Linked DNA regions of Danio rerio: region 2 is linked to region 1. A link is a contact called in public Micro-C data. All regions are on one chromosome and are shown on one strand. Each heading gives the region's core, a stretch centred on a gene start, on an enhancer-like site or on the middle of the called end of the contact. The rest is flanking DNA. Distances are from core to core; before and after follow the strand shown.

Region 1 (3,888 bases), core at 1,057-3,556:
TAGAAAAATATAACTATAAAATATTTATATATAATATTTATATATATTTTATATATTTACTTAACCAAATAACAAACAAATGCAAATGTCCAAGGCAAGCTGTAAATTTAAAGCGGGCTGCGTTCCAGACAGTTCAGCTCGATGCTGTATTATCTCTCCAACATCGCCTGTAGTCCCATTTAGCAATAGCTTGTTAGCTACCTCCTTTTAAAAGAAGGGTAACCAATTTAGAAAATCAGTGGTGTGTAACGGATGTGTTTTATGTCATAAAATAAAATGTGAAAGCATCTTGAGTTTGTGGTACCCACAAACCCATTTTAATCAATTTACACAAAATCCCATTCAAATAACCCATTGATTTTGGAACGAGGGAATCGGAACTGCTAAAATGCTAACTCACTTCTAACTTCTTGCATAAAAATTGACATCATAGATCCTCAACTTTATTAACTCAACTTTCAAATCAATTTAAAAAACCACACAGCAGTGCCCTAGTGATCACCCATGATTACCACAGCAACCACAAAATAACTTATTCAGAAGCAACTGCATGGGGACATTGTAGCAATCAATCAGAACAGCTCAGCAACCACAAAGTTACAAAATAAAAGTCTTAGAGCCACCAAGCAACCACATAATGTTTTTTTTAACTTCAAAAAAACTTTAGCTGTGTCTCATTTCAGAGGCTGGCCTCATCCTCCGAAGGATGCATTCGAAGTGCGCTGCGTAATCACGGCAAGACGAAGGCTGTCTCATTTAAAAAAATTAGAAGGCTCCTTTAAACACAGCCTGAAAAGTCATTCTTCATTTCCCATGTAATGAAGGATACAACCGGTGGATCCTTCGTGGTCTCGGACATCCCAAGATTCATTGTGCTCTGATAACGGCAGGACGTTTTTGAAGGAGAAAACTCCAGATTAAATGTATGAATTAGATTTTATTTTACTTGGCTGTCTAAACATATGTTAAAAAACAAAAAGAGTGTGACATGTCTTACTAAAAAGTGATTGTATAGACAGTTTACATATTTATGTGTACATATATGGATCAAAGGAGATATATTTCCAGCTCCAGTAAAGATTGCATTACCTTCAGATTGCTTAAAATAAGTTTTAAAAACACTCAGTCATTACAAATTTTATTACAGCTTATTAATGGCATTACGCATCATACACAATACACATCATACACATTATATAAACCAGTTGTTTTCAAAGTGGGGGTCGTGACCCCTCGAGGGGTTGCAGAACAATGAAGGGGGGTCGCCTGGTGATTTCCAAAAATTGACTTATTTTTATTAAACCATAAGAATTACCATATTTTATCCTTAACCAACTGAAGAGAAAAGATAGTTGTTTATAGTTACTATAAACTATAGTAGCTTATAGGTACTAGATCTATTGTATTGCGACCCCTGGGGTAATCACATTATATTAAAGACACAGCAATAGCATCAGATGTAGCAGATTGATTTTATAACACCAGGTTAACATTTCTGGCCCATTTACAGCACTTATATATATAAAAAAATTAAACGAATAATAGACTTGGGTCTATTGGTGTGTGTGCACCATTGCTTTCAGGGTTTCTGTATTTATAACTATAGGTGTTGGAGGTCGCAAGTCACGTTGGGGGTCTCGGGTTGAAAAGAAATCCTTGATATAAACTACATTAACAGAAACACCCTAACAACCACCTAGAACATCCCAGCAATAACAGTAACTCTCAAAACAACTTAACAGATAAGCAGCAGTGCCACAGAAACATCCTAGAAAGTACACAGAACACCCAAAGCTACTTACCTAAACTACAGTAACTGCATAACTACACCCTTACAACCACCCAGAATAACCCATTAATTAATTAATATTTACCTAACTTTCAGAAACTGCACAGCAACTCGCTAGCAATAACCCAACTTAAACCTCAGACAAAGTAAATGCACAGCAACACCACAGAAAGCACCCAACATACCCTAACACCCATATAATAAAGCACTAGATACCCTCAAAACACCTTAGCAAATGCTTGTCAGTGCCCTAGCAACCACATAATAAAGTAACTCAACACCTGCATCTTAAAACATTCTAGCATCATCATGGCATGCTCTGCAACACTTCAGTTTTCTTCAGAAATGTGGCCTTGATGAATAGCAGAGCATGAATTTTGCAAAACCAAGGTCGTGTATTCAATTTCCCAGCGCCTGTAGTGGAGTTGTCTGCCATTTGCACGGATGTAAATAGTGAGAGTTTGAGTACAGTTAGCAGTGCAGTTGGATGTTTTAACCACTAGAGTGTGCTGTTTCATATAGAAATATTCAGACTCGCCCTGCTGAAGCGACATCTAATGCATTGCCTGGACAGGATGATGGTTTACCGTGGTAAATGATTCACATTTCTACATGTTGAATCTTATTTGAATGTGCCAGTCATTTTTCTTATTTATAAAACCAAATCAATAATCAAGTAACTTTACTTTGTAGCATCAGTTGTTTTAGCAGATACTTGAGTGTATCTTTGTTAGCATTTCACCCATATTCATGTCCGCCTGTCAGCTGATATCTGTTTATGTTGTGTGCCGCTGTGGCAAGCCATTTTCACATTTAGTTTACACAATATATTAGTATCTATTTTCATGCTGTTTGTAGACTTGTTGAATAACTATTCAAATACAATACTAACACTTATTTATTATACCTTTTTAAAAACATACTAGTAGATTTCCATCATTACTAGCCTCTCCAATAGTATCTGGATGCAGCCTGTATGATGCAAGGTGAGATTGCATCACTCAGCGATGAAATGTCAGACACAATGCAAATGGAGTGACGTCCCTGTGAGGAGTAGGGTTAGGGGTGGGGTTAGGTGAGCCCATTAAAAAGCATTGGATGCTGCTCAGATTGCACTGCACCAGGTCTGCATCCAGACCCCTCTCAGCCACTCACCATTTTCACTAGACACAGTTTTATTGTTGCGGGGAAATATATTTTTAATGCATAAATTTGGCTTTGACATGCTAACATGACTTGATTTAGATTTTGTGTTTTGTCCGCATGCATTTCACTTTTTTGTGTGTTGTGTATGAGCGTGTTCAATGTGCATGAGCAAATGGGTTGTGGTTTCATAGTGTTGCACAGCAGTTAGTTTTTATCTCACATGACTTTTCAGGGCTCAAAATTAAGGATCTACCAAATTTATCTCCACAGATAAATTACCACCACAGCAAAAATAAATAATTTTTTCTTAGCCATAAATTTTTTCCTTGTTTTGGTGTCAAAACAAGCAAATTATAGCTGTATACTACACTTTTTATTGAACAAAATAAATAAAAAATTGACATTTTAAAAATAATTATTGTCATGTATCTAAAACAATGCACAGTCTATGTCCTGGCTAAAGGTCTCAGATCACCACCACTTAACTAAATAGGGAGTTAATCTCCTATTATCTTATTGCAATCTTATTGTAAAAAATATAATTAAACCATATTAACAAAAATAACAGTAAGCAAAAGAAAGCAGGTGAAAAACATACTGTGTGATAATGAAAGTATCACGTTAACTTTACGCCTGTTAATAGTCTGTTCAAAGAATGGGTAAAGCGAAAGCAGCAACTGACGCTGCTTACAAAAAGACATTTAAAAAAAAAAAAAAATTTAAATTGAGCTCTTGAAAGCAAGAGGACTGTGGATGCAGAAGCATCACCTTTTGTCAAGTCTATTTAAAAGAGAACTGATTGCACCAGTTGAGTTTCCAGGCACAGTTGCTTCGCGGAAGGAAACTACAGAGTGTGTAACTCCGCCAGTCCTACACCACCCAACCCGCTCTGAGCCGGGATCGAACCGGTATGGGAGTCGGTTGCTCAGTCAAGAAGGCTAAAGATCATGGCC
Region 2 (4,217 bases), core at 893-3,392, 170 kb after region 1:
GCTTATGCCAACTAGATGCGCTATTTGCAATTAGCCAAAAAAGACACTCCGAAATTGTCTTTTTTTCTCCCCCCTCGCAGGGGCCCCTAGTGCGCACGGGCCCTTGGGCCTGTGCCCATAAGGCCCATTGGTTAATCTGGCCCTGCGAACCACACAAAATGGAGATGTGTGTAAATGTGACGATTAAGAAGCATTTCCTTTACATTGAGATTCATTCATTCATTCATTTTCTTTTCGACTTAGTCCATTTTTTAATCTGGGGTCACCACAGCGGAATGAACCACCAACTTATCCAGCATATGTTTTACACAGCGGATGCCCTTCCAGCTGCAAACCATCACTGGAAAACACCCATACACACTTAATCACACACATACACTATGGCCAATTTTAGCTTAGCCAATTCACCTATACCGCATGTCTTTGGACTTGTTGGAGAAACCAGAGCACCCGGAGGAAACACACACCAACACAGAGAGAACATGCAAACTCCACACAGAAGCGCCAAGTAAACCAGCTGAGGCTCGAACCAGCAACCTTCTTGCTGTGAGGCGATCATGCTACCCACTGCGCCATGCACCGCATTGCCGACATTGAGATGAAATATTACATTTTACATTGTTGAAAAAGAGATGAATATTAAAAAATGTAGATATTAAATGTGAAATATATTTGTTTGTTTACATATAGTCAGTGAATAGGCAACACATTTGGACTCATTTGGTCATCGTCTGTTTCTTTTAAAGTCTTTAAATTTAATATTAAGCCTTGAAAAGCAAATACTTTATTTAATTAATGGGGCATATAATTCAATGAATATAATTCAATAATTCATATAGAGCATACAATTTTATAAATATTAACATATTAATTTGATAAAATTAACATCTGCACTGGAAAAAATATTTAGCACAGCATTGCATGCTTAATTGGAACAAGAAAAAAATATTCATCCTAAAACATGAAATAAATGTTGTAGAAAGCAAAAATGTAACTTTCTCAAGCATCAACATATTGTTACAACACCAACTTATATATTTTTTGATTGTATTTCTTGAAAAGTAATGCTTCAATAAATGATCTGCCAGATAGAACCTTATAACTCCAAATGGAAAATGACTTTTCAGAATTAGCAGGTTCTATCTGCATTTACCGTGGTTTTTTTACTCTAATTTGCAAATGTAAGAGAACTTTGATTATTTACATTCAGAGAACCCTTTGGGTCTCTGTCATGGTAATGTATGAAAGAGAACTGTTACACACATATTGTTTGCTATATGGAATGCAAAACCTTTGAAGCTCAATATCTCAAAATCATTCAGAACGCAGATAGAACCTTATAATTCCAAAGTGACGATATGTTTAGGGTAATGACTTCATTAAATATGATGACAGACATTCAAAGCCTGATTTTTATATTTTAATAGAAGTTTTGAATGTAAATATGACGTGACAATATGACGTCTTATATGAAAACTGCCAGAATGACTGTTATGGTAACTCTAGTAGTTATAGAATTTTGGTAGTTTCAGTGTTAAACCTTTATGAGTTTCTTTCTTCTGTTAAACACAAAACAACATTTTAAAGAAGAAGAAAAAAAATTAGAAAACTTTAACCGTTGATATAGATATAACAGAAACCTTGAAATTCAATGTTTTCTTCAAAGTATTTTTTTGTATTGAAGAATCAGAATTCAGATTTCTGGGTGAACTATACTTTCAATTAAATTCAGCATTTCTTCTTGAATATCAAAGTAGCTGTATTTAAACTTGCATTTTAAAAATCCCCAATGACAACAAGCTCTAATGTTCTACTGAAGAAAAAAGTGGCCTATATTTGGGATGGCCTGAACATGAGTTTTCATTTTTTGGAGAACTGACTTTTATGAACACCAGTTAAGAAAATGACTCCTGAAGAAAAATGGCAATCATCATCAAGCATCATATAACCCGCTAAACTCTGTTGTGAAGATGATTTAGAGCCATTTGGACTGTCTGTCATGGGACAGCTCAGGGTAAGCTACTCTTTCAGAGCACCATAACAGGAGCTACAGAGGGAAACACATTCTGATGTCGGTAGTAAGAGTGTTTTTATAGCCTCATGTTGCTACCTACCATCCCATGTTTACAGTCAGAGCCGCCGGTAAAGATGTTGGCACTGCTGCCACCTGCTGGCGGGTACATATAACAAGAGCTGCACGGTTTGGGGGGAAAACTTTACAATATTTAGTTTTTCTGCGATAGATAGATAGATAGATAGATAGATAGATAGATAGATAGATAGATAGATAGATAGATAGATAGATAGATAGATAGATAGATAGATAGATAGATAGATAGATAGATAGATAGATAGATAGATAGATAGATAGATAGATAGATAGATAGATAGATAGATAGATAGATAGATAGATAGATAGATACGAATACAATTTCATCAGATGACTCGAATAGCTTCATCAGATGATTTGAATAGTTGGGAAGAATTCATTTTTTTAAACATTCATTTAGGTGATTTTGTAGGAGAGTACATTTGAATAAATCATAATAAACACCTGATATGCATAGATGAATATAATAGAGCAAAGATAGAAAATGAAATAAACAGAGCATTTTGTTTTTTTGGGGGGTGTCTAACAGTATTCAGGTACAAATAATAAAGAATCAAATGGAAAATTCTATAAATAATTAACCCCTTTAGACCTGAATTATGATCTAAGTTTCAGAGAAAGGCTTCCATCAATGAGACTAAATGAAAATAATAAACATGTCAGCATTCTTTAAACTGTTTTTTGTCTATTTCAGTGAACATCATGTCAAAATGACTTTTAATTTAGAGGTTTTTGTTTTATAGCCTGCTTATTATTATATAATAGCAGACTTTAAAAAGACAGTTGATTTGTAATTTTAATTAGTAAATGTAATCCTTTTTTCTTCAATCTTTCAAATATTGTCAAATATATCAATAAATGTGAATAAAACCATTGAAAATGTTCCTTAATTCTGTGTTTTGAACCAAGCGCTGCCATGCTTGTCTTCAGCATTGTGGATATAACAGATAGAGCTTTACTGCCATTTGATTGGCTGACAATCATCCAATATCATGGACAGCAGACTTGCTGAATTCATTCATTCATAAAATTTCAGCTTTTACAATCAAAAGGAAAAAAAAATGTGTATCAAATGTCCGACTGCCATTAGAATTTTAAATACCAGCTTTCAAATCAAATGGAAAATGTCTTCATTGGATAAATAATGAACCCCGTCAGACCAGAATTATGATCCAAGTTTAAGAGGAAGGCTTCCATCAACAAGACTGAATAAAAATAATAAAAATGTCAACATTCTTTAATATTTTTTGTCTATTTCGATGAACATCATATCAAAACAGTTGTCTTTACATAATGTTTCTTTTGAATGTCACAAACTTAAAAATGACAACTTTTAATTTTAATTTGAGGTTTTTGTTTTATAGCCTGCTTATTATTATATAGAAGACAAAAATATTTTTTTTAATTCCTTATTTTATTTAAAGTTTGCAACTCTACAATCTATTTGTAACTTTAATTAGTAAAAGCTATCCTTATTCTACTATGCAATCTATCAAATATTGACAAATATTTCAATAAATGTGAATAAAAGCATTGAAAACGTTGCTTACTTTTATATTCAGAACCAAGTGCTGCCATGCTTGTCTTTAGCATTGTGAATATTTTTTATTAAGATTACAACAAACAGAGCCTCCTGCCATTTGATTGGCTGACAAACATCCAATATCATGGACAGCAGACTTAAAAGTAGATTAAATGCTCAAAAAAAAAATCTAAACAAAAAATACCCTGATATGTAATGTCTGTTGTAATGGACGCAGGACACAAAAGGGATAAACAAGATCAAGATATTCATTCATTTATTTCTTTTCACCTTTGTCCTTTTATTAATCAGGATTCACCACAGCAGAATGAACCGCCAACTTATTCAGCATATGTTTTACACAGCGGATGCTCTTAATCATACATATACACTACAGCCAATTTAGTTTACCCAATTCACCTATGGCGCATGTCTTTGTACTTGTGGGGGAAACCAGAGGAAACCCACACGAACGCGGGATGAACATGCTAACTTCACACAGAAATGCTACCTGACCCAGCTGGGGCTTGAATCAGCGACCTTTTTACTGTGAGGCGACATCGCTCCACACCATGTGGACCTATG

Evidence for each region. A called contact is a pair of places that touch in the nucleus more often than the background predicts.
Region 2: a Micro-C map of caudal fin shows a contact between it and region 1, with 18 times the contacts expected there. The contact joins two enhancer-like sites. A contact is called at or near these places in 6 of 18 Hi-C or Micro-C datasets (caudal fin, embryo, hematopoietic stem cells and 1 more) and 1 of 4 datasets of contacts at active chromatin or transcription factors (caudal fin).

What each region holds. Positions count from the first base shown.
Region 1 is chr23:16,089,310-16,093,197 of GRCz12tu, forward strand. The region is part of intron 5 of LOC100005368; the gene reads left to right. Among named protein-coding and RNA genes, the nearest start is that of slc2a4rg, 41 kb to the right of the region's middle. Within about 2 kb of position 2,307, at least 25 of the 62 cell types and tissues checked have an H3K27ac peak or open chromatin away from gene starts, as enhancers often do. A contact at or near this core is called in caudal fin, where this site is marked.
Region 2 is chr23:16,257,434-16,261,650 of GRCz12tu, forward strand. All of the region lies in intron 5 of slc2a4rg (SLC2A4 regulator), which reads left to right. Among named protein-coding and RNA genes, the nearest start is that of gss, 52 kb to the right of the region's middle. Within about 2 kb of position 2,143, at least 16 of the 62 cell types and tissues checked have an H3K27ac peak or open chromatin away from gene starts, as enhancers often do. A contact at or near this core is called in caudal fin, where this site is marked.